Linked DNA regions of Mus musculus: region 2 is linked to region 1. Evidence: chromatin contacts called from public Hi-C data. All regions are on one chromosome and are shown on one strand. Each heading gives the region's core, a stretch centred on a gene start, on an enhancer-like site or on the middle of the called end of the contact. The rest is flanking DNA. Distances are from core to core; before and after follow the strand shown. Region 1 overlaps Ttc27 (tetratricopeptide repeat domain 27). Region 2 overlaps Ltbp1 (latent transforming growth factor beta binding protein 1).

What was found. Hi-C and Micro-C count contacts between places; a contact is called where the count stands out from the background.
Region 2: a contact with region 1 is called in a Hi-C map of bone marrow-derived macrophages, with 2.5 times the contacts expected there. The contact joins two enhancer-like sites. A contact is called at or near these places in 6 of 484 Hi-C or Micro-C datasets (the C2C12 cell line, Sertoli cells, bone marrow-derived macrophages and 2 more) and 1 of 9 other capture datasets (embryonic stem cells).

What each region holds. Positions count from the first base shown.
Region 1 is chr17:74,806,043-74,811,012 of GRCm38.p6, reverse strand. All of the region lies in intron 13 of Ttc27 (tetratricopeptide repeat domain 27), which reads right to left. Among named protein-coding and RNA genes, the nearest start is that of Ttc27, 91 kb to the right of the region's middle. Within about 2 kb of position 2,497, at least 29 of the 459 cell types and tissues checked have an H3K27ac peak or open chromatin away from gene starts, as enhancers often do. A contact at or near this core is called in the C2C12 cell line and bone marrow-derived macrophages, where this site is marked.
Region 2 is chr17:75,196,523-75,201,210 of GRCm38.p6, reverse strand. The region is part of intron 5 of Ltbp1 (latent transforming growth factor beta binding protein 1); the gene reads right to left. Among named protein-coding and RNA genes, the nearest start is that of Ltbp1, 190 kb to the right of the region's middle. Within about 2 kb of position 1,685, at least 61 of the 459 cell types and tissues checked have an H3K27ac peak or open chromatin away from gene starts, as enhancers often do. A contact at or near this core is called in the C2C12 cell line and bone marrow-derived macrophages, where this site is marked.

The DNA.
Region 1 (4,970 bases), core at 1,248-3,747:
AAATACATTGGTCATACAAGACAGTATTTGGAATCAGCAGATTTGAAGAGATATAAAGGGAGTCTATTCAATTAGAGGCCTTAGAAATCAATTCAAAAGAGGCCAAGAGAAAAACATGGTCTATAGAGGAAGTTTACTCAAAGCTTCATGATTACTAGTTTCTGGAGTGCAGTGTTGGGTAGTGAGGAGAGCAATTACAGCACTTTATAAACTTCAACACCAAAAATAGAAATTAGCCATCTAAGGCCACTAGAGAATGAGTAAAATTACTTTTATGACTAAAAAGATAACTTTACAGCACGAAGGAAACAGACAGAAATACCACTTGCTTGGATATCACAATTTCCTTTTGTTTTGTTTTGTTTTGTTTTCAAGACAGAGTTTCTCTGTGTAGTCCCGGCTGTCCTGGAACTCACTCTGTAGACCAGGCTGACCTTGAACTCAGAGATCTGCCTGCCTCTGCCTCCCAAGTGCTGGGATTAAAGGCGTGCACCACCACTGCCTCGCCAGTTTTCTGACTTGCTACCCAGAGTTCCTTCTTCCTAAGGGACTGGGGGGCTTGGGGGTGGGAATGGGGCGCTGTCCACATGAATAAACAAGTTCACAATTTCTGCTATGTCCCTTCGGGACCAACTGGTTGGCGTCTGTCTGTCACATGAACTAAAGGTTAACATAATCTAGCCCTAAAGGCACGCCCCGTTCTCTATCCTGTGCCTTCTTCCCTACCTCAGTCTCATGGCACAAATGAAAACAAGCTGTTGAATATAGTTCAACAAACAGGAAATACCCTTAGGCCAAATCCAAGATCACTGCCACCTCTGTTTGGTAGTGGCTTTCCCCAAGACATGCTCCATGCTCTTAAGTCGTGCATCACCATACTTGCACTCTAATATTCCCCTCACTGAAGGAGAACACTCTTTAACCTGTCAGTTTTACTGTCTCCCTAAGGGGATAGTTTCCTTAATTTTCCTTTTACTGTTGTAAAAGAATTCTACTATTGGTTGTTTAATGCTGTTTCTTGTTTGGATGTTTACAGCTATTCTGTTATTTGCCTCTTCTTTCCAGAAAACTTACACCACGTAAGTCATCTGCTCCCGAGACCTTCCCAGAAGGTTTATCTCCCTGTTGGCTACAGATAACGGGCAAGAGTGATTTCTCTCATCACCTTGCAGAGCAACAGGCGGGAGAGACAGTTGCACGTTTGCTGCAGAGAGCTGACTGCACCAGAACTGAGCTAGCCCATACGTATGCTGGCTCTGCTTTTCCGAGCAGTGGAGTGATTGCAGACTCGGCTTTCCACCTTATGCAGGCACAGAACAGACCGGCCTGTGCCATGCCTCTGGGGTTCCTAGGTCTCAGAACCAAGCAGGCATCAGGCAGGGTTTCCACCTTCCCCACTCTATCACGGCCCAGACGCTACCACAGGGTTCTTGGCAGCTGTAAAATTAAGCCTTAGGAGTTTCTTTCTTTTTTTTCCCTTCCTTCCTTTCTTTTTTTTTTCCTTCCTTCCTTTCTTTTTTTTATTGCTAGCCAATATGAGAAAGAAAGAAAAAGACTCTTTTTTTTCTGTACATATTATTCACATATGTCCATCCTGTCTGCTCTTTGAAAAGGGAACACCAACCTCCTTGAATTTTCTACCACAAGTAATAACTTTACGACAGAAATTATTGGGTCACATTTCAAATGTAGATACTTTATCCTTTCAAAAACTAAAATGAGTCAGGCATAGTGTCACATGCCATAAACCCAGTGTTAGGGAGGCTGAAGCAGAAAAATGACAAGCTCAAAGCCAACCTAGCCTACACAGTAAGATCCTGCCTCAAAACAAAAACCACTAAAAGGACAGGCAACATTTGCCCTGTACATAAGGGTGAGTATGGCCCAGGCCTTGGGATGAACCATGATTCAAAGGTCTGACTCACAGGGAGAGCTCAGGAGATTCACTGGGCACCCTGTGCCAGACAGCTCCAATCTTACAACTTTATTCTGCTTCTTCCAATAGCCCAGTGACTCTTTGTTGACGGGAAACAACGTCTACGCTAACAGCTGAAGGTATTCAGGACGCTCTAGACTTGGCCTTGGCCAATATGGCACTGTGTCCTCCACAATCTCCTACAGAGGTCAAACCGAGAAGTTAAGAGCTCTGAAGCTAGGGCAAATGTCCAGGCTGAATATCAACTCCTGTCTTCATCAACTACAGCGGCTGGTACAAACTGACACTTCTAATTCTTCATCTATAAAGTTAGTAAAAACATTAAGGATCTTGGTGATTGTGCCGCTGGCTAAGAGTATCTACAGAGTGCTTAAAAGTCAGTACCTGAAGCCTGGTCATATGTAAAACTCCTTGCTGTGTTACTATTAGGATAGAATAGAATAAAGTCAGAACTCTACAGTCACCAAGAATCTTTGCTTTCTAAATGACTGGTGTTTGCACATGCAGAATATATTATTCCCAGAAGACATGCCCCCAGTTTCACTTCTGTGAATCTAACCCTTCTTTAAGTGCTCAGTGAAAATCACTTCTCCATCAGGCCTTTCCTGACCATCCATTGTTGCTTCATTCGCCTCTAGGCAGCAAAAGCACACTGCCCATTTATTCTACCACTGCTCACAGGGGACTCACACCTCTCCTCTCCCCACTGACACACAAAAAACAAAGGATTGCAAGCCTGCATCTTAACAAGCTTTTGCATCTCTCAATACTGCTAAAGGAATCCACGTTACATCCTAGCTTAGATCATCAGTGCTTTAAAAAGCTCCAGTCTCAGGAAAGCATTAGTCCCGTTGACTGCCCCCTACCACTCAGCACTGCCACTGGCTTCCCTTCACCTTTGTCCACCAGTGTTTCACTTCTGCCTGCAATAAAACAAGGCCGTCTAGTATCTCTTTACTTAGCTGTCTATTCTCGGTTCAGCACTGCATTTGACCACCATCTCCCTAGGAAGCAGGTTACTGATAGTAATCTGCTGTCTCACCGCACCCACTCTTCAGTCCTCAGAGTCTGTTTTTGATCGTCACCAGCAGGCTTCAAGCCAGGGACCAGTTCTTGGCTTTCTATGAATGTTATAGCATTTGGCATCACCCTGATAGTTTCATTTCTATGATCCCTTCCCTTAGTTCTTTCCCCTCTGGCCAATGTGCTGTGTTGACCCGAGTATATTCCATTTCATTTGTATTTCTGGCAGTGTCCTTCTCCTACCTTCCTCCAGTCACTGGAGATGTCCAGAGTACAGGGCTCGGTCTCATATTCTAAGCTGGTACAATGTTCTCTAAGACATTTGCTTACTACTGCAGTTTCAATTTAAGTCCGAGGAGCAGCATCTGCATGCTCTATACAATGGCTTTTCACTCAGGCTTTTAGCTCTAAGGGACTGTCAGCTATCTTTGCTTTAACACAGCACCGTCACCTCCTATTTAACACCCAAAACCATATCACATCTCCTGCAAAAAGGTACTTTCCCTTCTTCCTGAATTTCCTGTGGCTAATTTAAGAGACATCTGAGTCAGGAGATGTTGCTGCGTAGTATAATGTATAGTTGCCATGTGCCAACACTCGGGTTCAATCCCCCTGTACTACACACAGACACAGACACAGACACAGACACAGACACAGACACAGACACAGACACACATACACACACAGCATCTGGCATTCACACTGGTTCCAAGGCTTCCTTCAATCATGCCAATCCAAGGGTAAACTCGAAAATTTTCCTTTGTAGCAAACCTCAACCTATTCTTGCTCCTTCCTGCTCCTGCTCCTTCCTGCTCCTTCCTGCTCCTGCTCACAGCTGAAGTCACAGTTAAACTTTCAACAATACTATGTGTGCCGTCATTTACACAAAATCACAATAGAGTCCCCTACCCGTAGAGTTAGATAACCCTAAAGCAGGGCCTTAAGTGGTTCACAAACTGGTTCTCCTTTTGTTCTTTTCCAGCACAAGCTCTTTGCTCTCTGCTCATAGGCTGGCCCAGCTAATGCATGCCACATCTGCACCTGCTCTATGGCAGGCCATTGATACTGTTTAGTCACATAACTACGTAACCACCTATCCAAGCAACCACCTTTCCGAAAAGACAAAGAATACTAAAACAATTTCAAATTGATGATTTTTAAAAAGCATATCTATTAACTATTTAGCAGTTGTTGATTTTATCATGTTGGGGGATTTAAAGACTACTGTATTTAAAAACCCCAAATCAAATATCTATCAAGTATGTTGGTTCAAATATAATCCAGGACTCAGGAGGCCGAGGCAAGAGGACTGTGAATTCTGGACCATTTTGGGAGACAAAGTGAGTCAGTATCTCATCATACTGCCACCACCACTATTAGCAACAACACAGAAGCCGCTTACCAGGAAATACATGAAGCAAAATGGCATCTTATTGTGTGCAATTTGTGTCCTCTAAAACAAGTAACTTCATCGTCAATATCTGTCTAGCATACATGAATTTATAGCAGCACTTAGAAATGTTAGATTTGTCCCATGACAGATGGAATTTTATCCAGAATTTTAATACCTTTTATCCAGAATGTTTGAATAGATCAAAACCCTACACTATTACAACAAATTAATCTATTAAAACTAATTTTGCTCATTTTCATTTGCCCTATATAAAAAGTGAAATGCTAGAGAAAAACAAAAAAGAAAAGATCCTCACCTCATAGCTGCAAGTTACATTTGGATATACCCTTCTTTTCCTTTTAAGATTTATTTAAAAAAAAAAAAACAAAAACAAAAACAGCCGGGCGTGGTGGTGCACACCTTTAATCCCAGCACTCAGGAGGTAGAGGCAGGCAGATAGAATTCTGAGTTGGAGGCCAGCCTGGTCTAAAAAGTGAATTCCAGGACAGCCAGGGCTATACAGAGAAACTCTGTCTCGAAAAAAACAAAACAAACAAACAAACAAACGATTTACTTTTACTTTTTTAGGTTCTGTATATGTGTATCTGAGTGTTTGTG
Region 2 (4,688 bases), core at 436-2,935, 390 kb before region 1:
ACACCAAGATTCCAAGTAGGTCATCAGGGGCTACTAAATAACAACACACTCACTGGAGTTCCTGGTGTGCATGCACGCATGTGTGTGCGCGCGTGTGGAGTATACATGTGTATATGAGTGTGTGTGCTCACATAAGTGTGTGTACACACATATATCTGTGCATGTGTGTGTATGAGTACACATGTGAGTGTGTGTGAGTGTATGTGTGTAGTATGTTTGCATGTGTGTATATGAGTGCATGTGTGTGCGAGTATATGTGGATGTATGTGTATGTTTGTTTGTGTGTGTATGTGTGTATGAATTTGTGTGTGTGTGTGTGTGTGTGTGTGTGTGTGTGTGTGTGTGTGTATTCCTGATCATGCATGTATATACATGAGGAGGCCAGAGGTCAACCTTGGGGATCTTCCTCAATTGCTTTCTACCTTAACTTCTGAAATAGTATCTCTCATCCAACCTGGAGCTGGCTAACTCAGTTACATTGGTCAGGACCCCAAGGATCCATCAGGCTCCAGAGGCCCTAGCACTGAGATTACAGAGACCCACTACCACATCTAGCCTTTCCGTTGGCACTGGAGATCTAGCTCAGGTTCTTATGTGTGCACAGCAAGCATTTTACCAAGGAAGCCACCTCCCAGCATTCCTGCCTTTTTAGCTTATAAAAATTTGATTTAAGAAATTAAATGACAAAAACTGAGAAACAGAAGATGGGCTGGAGAGATGTCTCCGTGATTAAAAACACTTGTCCTTCCAGAGGATATCAGCTCAGTTCCCAGAACCCACAAAGGGCAGCTGACATTTGCCTGTAACTTCAGCTCCAGGGGATCCAGTGTTCTCTTCTGGCTTAGGCAGGTCCTGCACCCACATGTGTGCATATACACACAGAGACATATAAATCAACTAAAGAATTTTTTGAGAGAGAGAGAGAGAAGAAGAATAAAAATTCCTCCCTGGATTTAGAACCTGTGATGTTCTCTAAAGCATTAAACAATGACTGGCAGCTCTCTGAACACTCAAACTCTCTGTGTTGCCTGCTAAATGACTGAAAAGCCAGGCCTTGACTACCCAGCAAGCATCCAAAGTTCAGAAGAGTGGATGCCATTCACTGGCTCAGCCTGAAGGACTCGACGTTCTCATTATTTGTGACAGTGTATCCAGGAAGTATAAGACACAATGACAAGCAAAAATGCTTATCTCTGACATTACGAGAAGGACCTAGGCAGGGCCGAGAAGAGACAAGGACACACACAGCTGTCATGACCACAGCCACCACTCGCCAGCCGATGCTTTGTCCTCTTTCAGAAGCAAGCTTAGGGACCTTAAGCCCCTGTATTCCCATCTCATTGTCTGACTGACATTTGCGTTTTGCCACAGCTGAGTCACAAAGATAACATGTTTCCTGTTTCATCATACGATGCGCTAGACTAACAATGTGTCTTCCCTATTGAAGAATGGGGAAGAGGTCCACCCAGTGTTCTTACCACTTGGAAGGGGAGTATTTTCTGACATCAGAGCTGCCTAGCTCTATAACCCATATTGGCATTAGAGGAGAGGGAAGGAGAGAAGGACTCACTATTTGCAGTGTTTAAAAGTTACTTCCCCCAAACCTGAATCTCTGCTTTAGAGTCCAGTAAGTACAAGGATTCTGAGTAATACATGTGAATCACAGGAAAGAGACTTTACATCTCTCCAAAAAGACGGTGGGGCATTTAGGTGAACACAATGTCTATGAATCAGACCTGCTTTCTCTCTTCACGTCTGTTCAATGATCAATTGGGAAACCCTCCAGTTGGTAGCTGGAGAGGAGTTAAGCCCACCTGGATTTCCAGAAAACACTGAGGACTCTCATCTCATGTCTTCCTCTGGGATGACCCAGAAATCACTCAGAACTTAGTATCATTCCTGTCCAGGCCCACAGCAGCTCTCAGGGGTAGGAAGCCACTTTCTGTGACTAGGAATGAGGATCTGACTTCCTGCAGGACTTGAGGACGCTACTCTAGGTGAGGACTTGTATTTAGAATCATGAATCCCCAAGAACTGCCTTCAAAATTCTCCACTTCAGTCTGTATGAAGTTTATGTGACACCCCATGCTTGTTCTCATGCCCAACAAAGGTTTGTGTAATAATTGAGATATATTCTGTTTTACACATATAGTCTGCCTTGAGTAATGTCATCTCAGCTTCTCCTGGGTACCCAATAGCTCTTATCCTCACCTTAATTGGGTAATAATCCAGGAACGTATATTTGCATTTCATCACCTGGGACAAAGTCCCCCTGACATCACCTCTCATTCACTACCAGTCCTTCCTCAGAGCAACAGCACCCTCAGGGAGTCACCTTCAAACTCTCTAGATAGGAAAACCTCTCAAAGCTCATCACTCCCATTTGACAGCATGGATGAGAGTCCAGTGCCAGGGTTCTCAACTTGGACTACACGTCCACTCCAGCATAGAGAAGACAGCATGAAACAACGGTGGGTACAGGAGAACACAGTACTGGATTCTGAGCTTCAAACCTGCCTTTTCAAACAAACTTGCTCCATGGTGCTGAGCAGTTATTTAACCTCATCTATAGAATGCCTGCAGACCCCTGATTTCTCAGCCACTGGGCATTGGGCATACAGACAGCACTCCACAGTGCTGTTACAAATCCAAGGTTCCTCTTCCTCCTTCATAAACGTATATGCCACTCATTAAACTTCAGGGTCTTCATGTGTTTCCCACTAGGAGCTTATGTCTAAGGTCAAAAAGGCAAAACAGCTGAACCAAAGCATTTAGCCGGATATGGTGGCACACACCATATCCATATGTAACCTTAGTACTTTGGAGGTGAAAGCAGGAGGATCAGGAGTTCAAAATCATCCTTACTGTATGATGAATGAGCATCCAGCCTGGGTCATATGAGTGTAATGCAAATGATCCAAGGCTGCTTCAAGCATCCTGTAAGACACAGGGCAGACTTGAAACATCAGATTCTTCACTGGAATGTGAACATAAAAGGGACTTGCAGGCTCAGTGTCAAATCCTGGAAAAGGCCATCTCATACATAAGCAAGATGTAAATCAATACACTAACTCACCCCATCACCCAACTTCAAAATGTCTCCTGAAGAGTGTGCTGGGGATATGTTAGTTCAACTACCCAGTAGATAGTTGGGTAATTAAGAGTTAATACTAATAAGTGCATAGTCTATGGATTAATAACACTTCCTATGGCTTATCCTAGGACCTTCACAGATATATTATGTGGTTATGTTACTACTCATTGTCCAATTGATGGGATCTAGAATTACAGAATAGACATGAGTCTCTAGGGAGCCTGAAGGATTAGCTAGACCAGTGGTTTTCAACCTTCCTAATGCCGCAACCCTTTGGCACAGCTCTCATGTTGTGGTGGTCCCCAAGCATAAAATTACTTTGTTGCTAGGTCATAACTGTTATTTTGCTACTAGCATGGATCATAATGTACATATCCACTATGCAGGATATCTGATATGCAATTCCACATTGGGGTTTTGACCCCCGTGTTAAGAACCTTTGAGCTAGCTGTCTATTAACTGAGTCTGGATAAATAAGTTACAATATATGCTGGGATGAACTGTGGTACAGTATTTAAAATTATCAAGGGAGACTTATTTCTATGGCTATTAGTTGGTAGGCAAAAAAAGCACAGCACAGTAATTAATATATTAGGAAAGCTCCAGGCTGTATTTATATATCTGCCAATACATACCCATTCTAGAAGGCATATAAATGGACCCATTTGTATGTCTAAGAAAGAGATCTGAGTACTCACAGGACAGAAATAGAAACAAAACTTACATTTGTCAAATGGTTCCCATCCCACTTTTTTGTCCATTTTATAAGTCGTTTATTATTTTTTCAATGATGTACAAATCCATTTCTTTTTCAAAAAAAAAAAAAAAAAAAAAACAAACCTGTCATCAGATATAGTTAACTGTAACTTTGGTATGAGCAAAGACCAGCCAAAAAGAGAAGTGTGTTCAAATGGGGAAGTTGACAAGACAATTTAATAGATATTCCTTTGAAAAGGATGTTGGTACATACCATAATCCCTGCATTCGGAAGGCTCAGGCAGGAAGACAGCAAGTTAAGCACTAGCTGGGCTACTCAGCTGTACTCTGTCATCATTATCATTAACATCACTGCAGCCATCACCATCACCATTACCACAAACAACATTACTACCAACAACAACAACAACACCACCATCTAGACAGAGGTCTGGGAACCCCCAGTGAAACTCCAGGGGTTAGACAGAGTCTATTGACAGCATCTGTGGCCTTGGATGAGGACATAAAAGATGCCGTATAGCCTCCAAGAAGCATCTGAAGCAGCAAAGAATCAACCACTCTCTCCTGTCCTCTAGGAATCTAAAGCTACTGGCATCTTGGGGAACCCAGAGCAGGGTGAGTTCTCAGCACAGGGCTGGAAACAGGGCTTTCTAACTAACGAAGAATGCTCATGTGTCTGTGTCTGGCCTTTATTTTTATGCAAAGAAAAAAAAAATCAAGGCAGTATTAATCCCGAGAAATAAAGGCAGTCCTGGGAATTGGCAGGAGATAAATGAACTCAAAGATGTATCAGGAAAAGCTACCCTCTCAATTACTCTGAAAATGCTTTCCTCAACTTTAAAAAATTGGCTTTTGACATTTTCAACCCTACCATGGG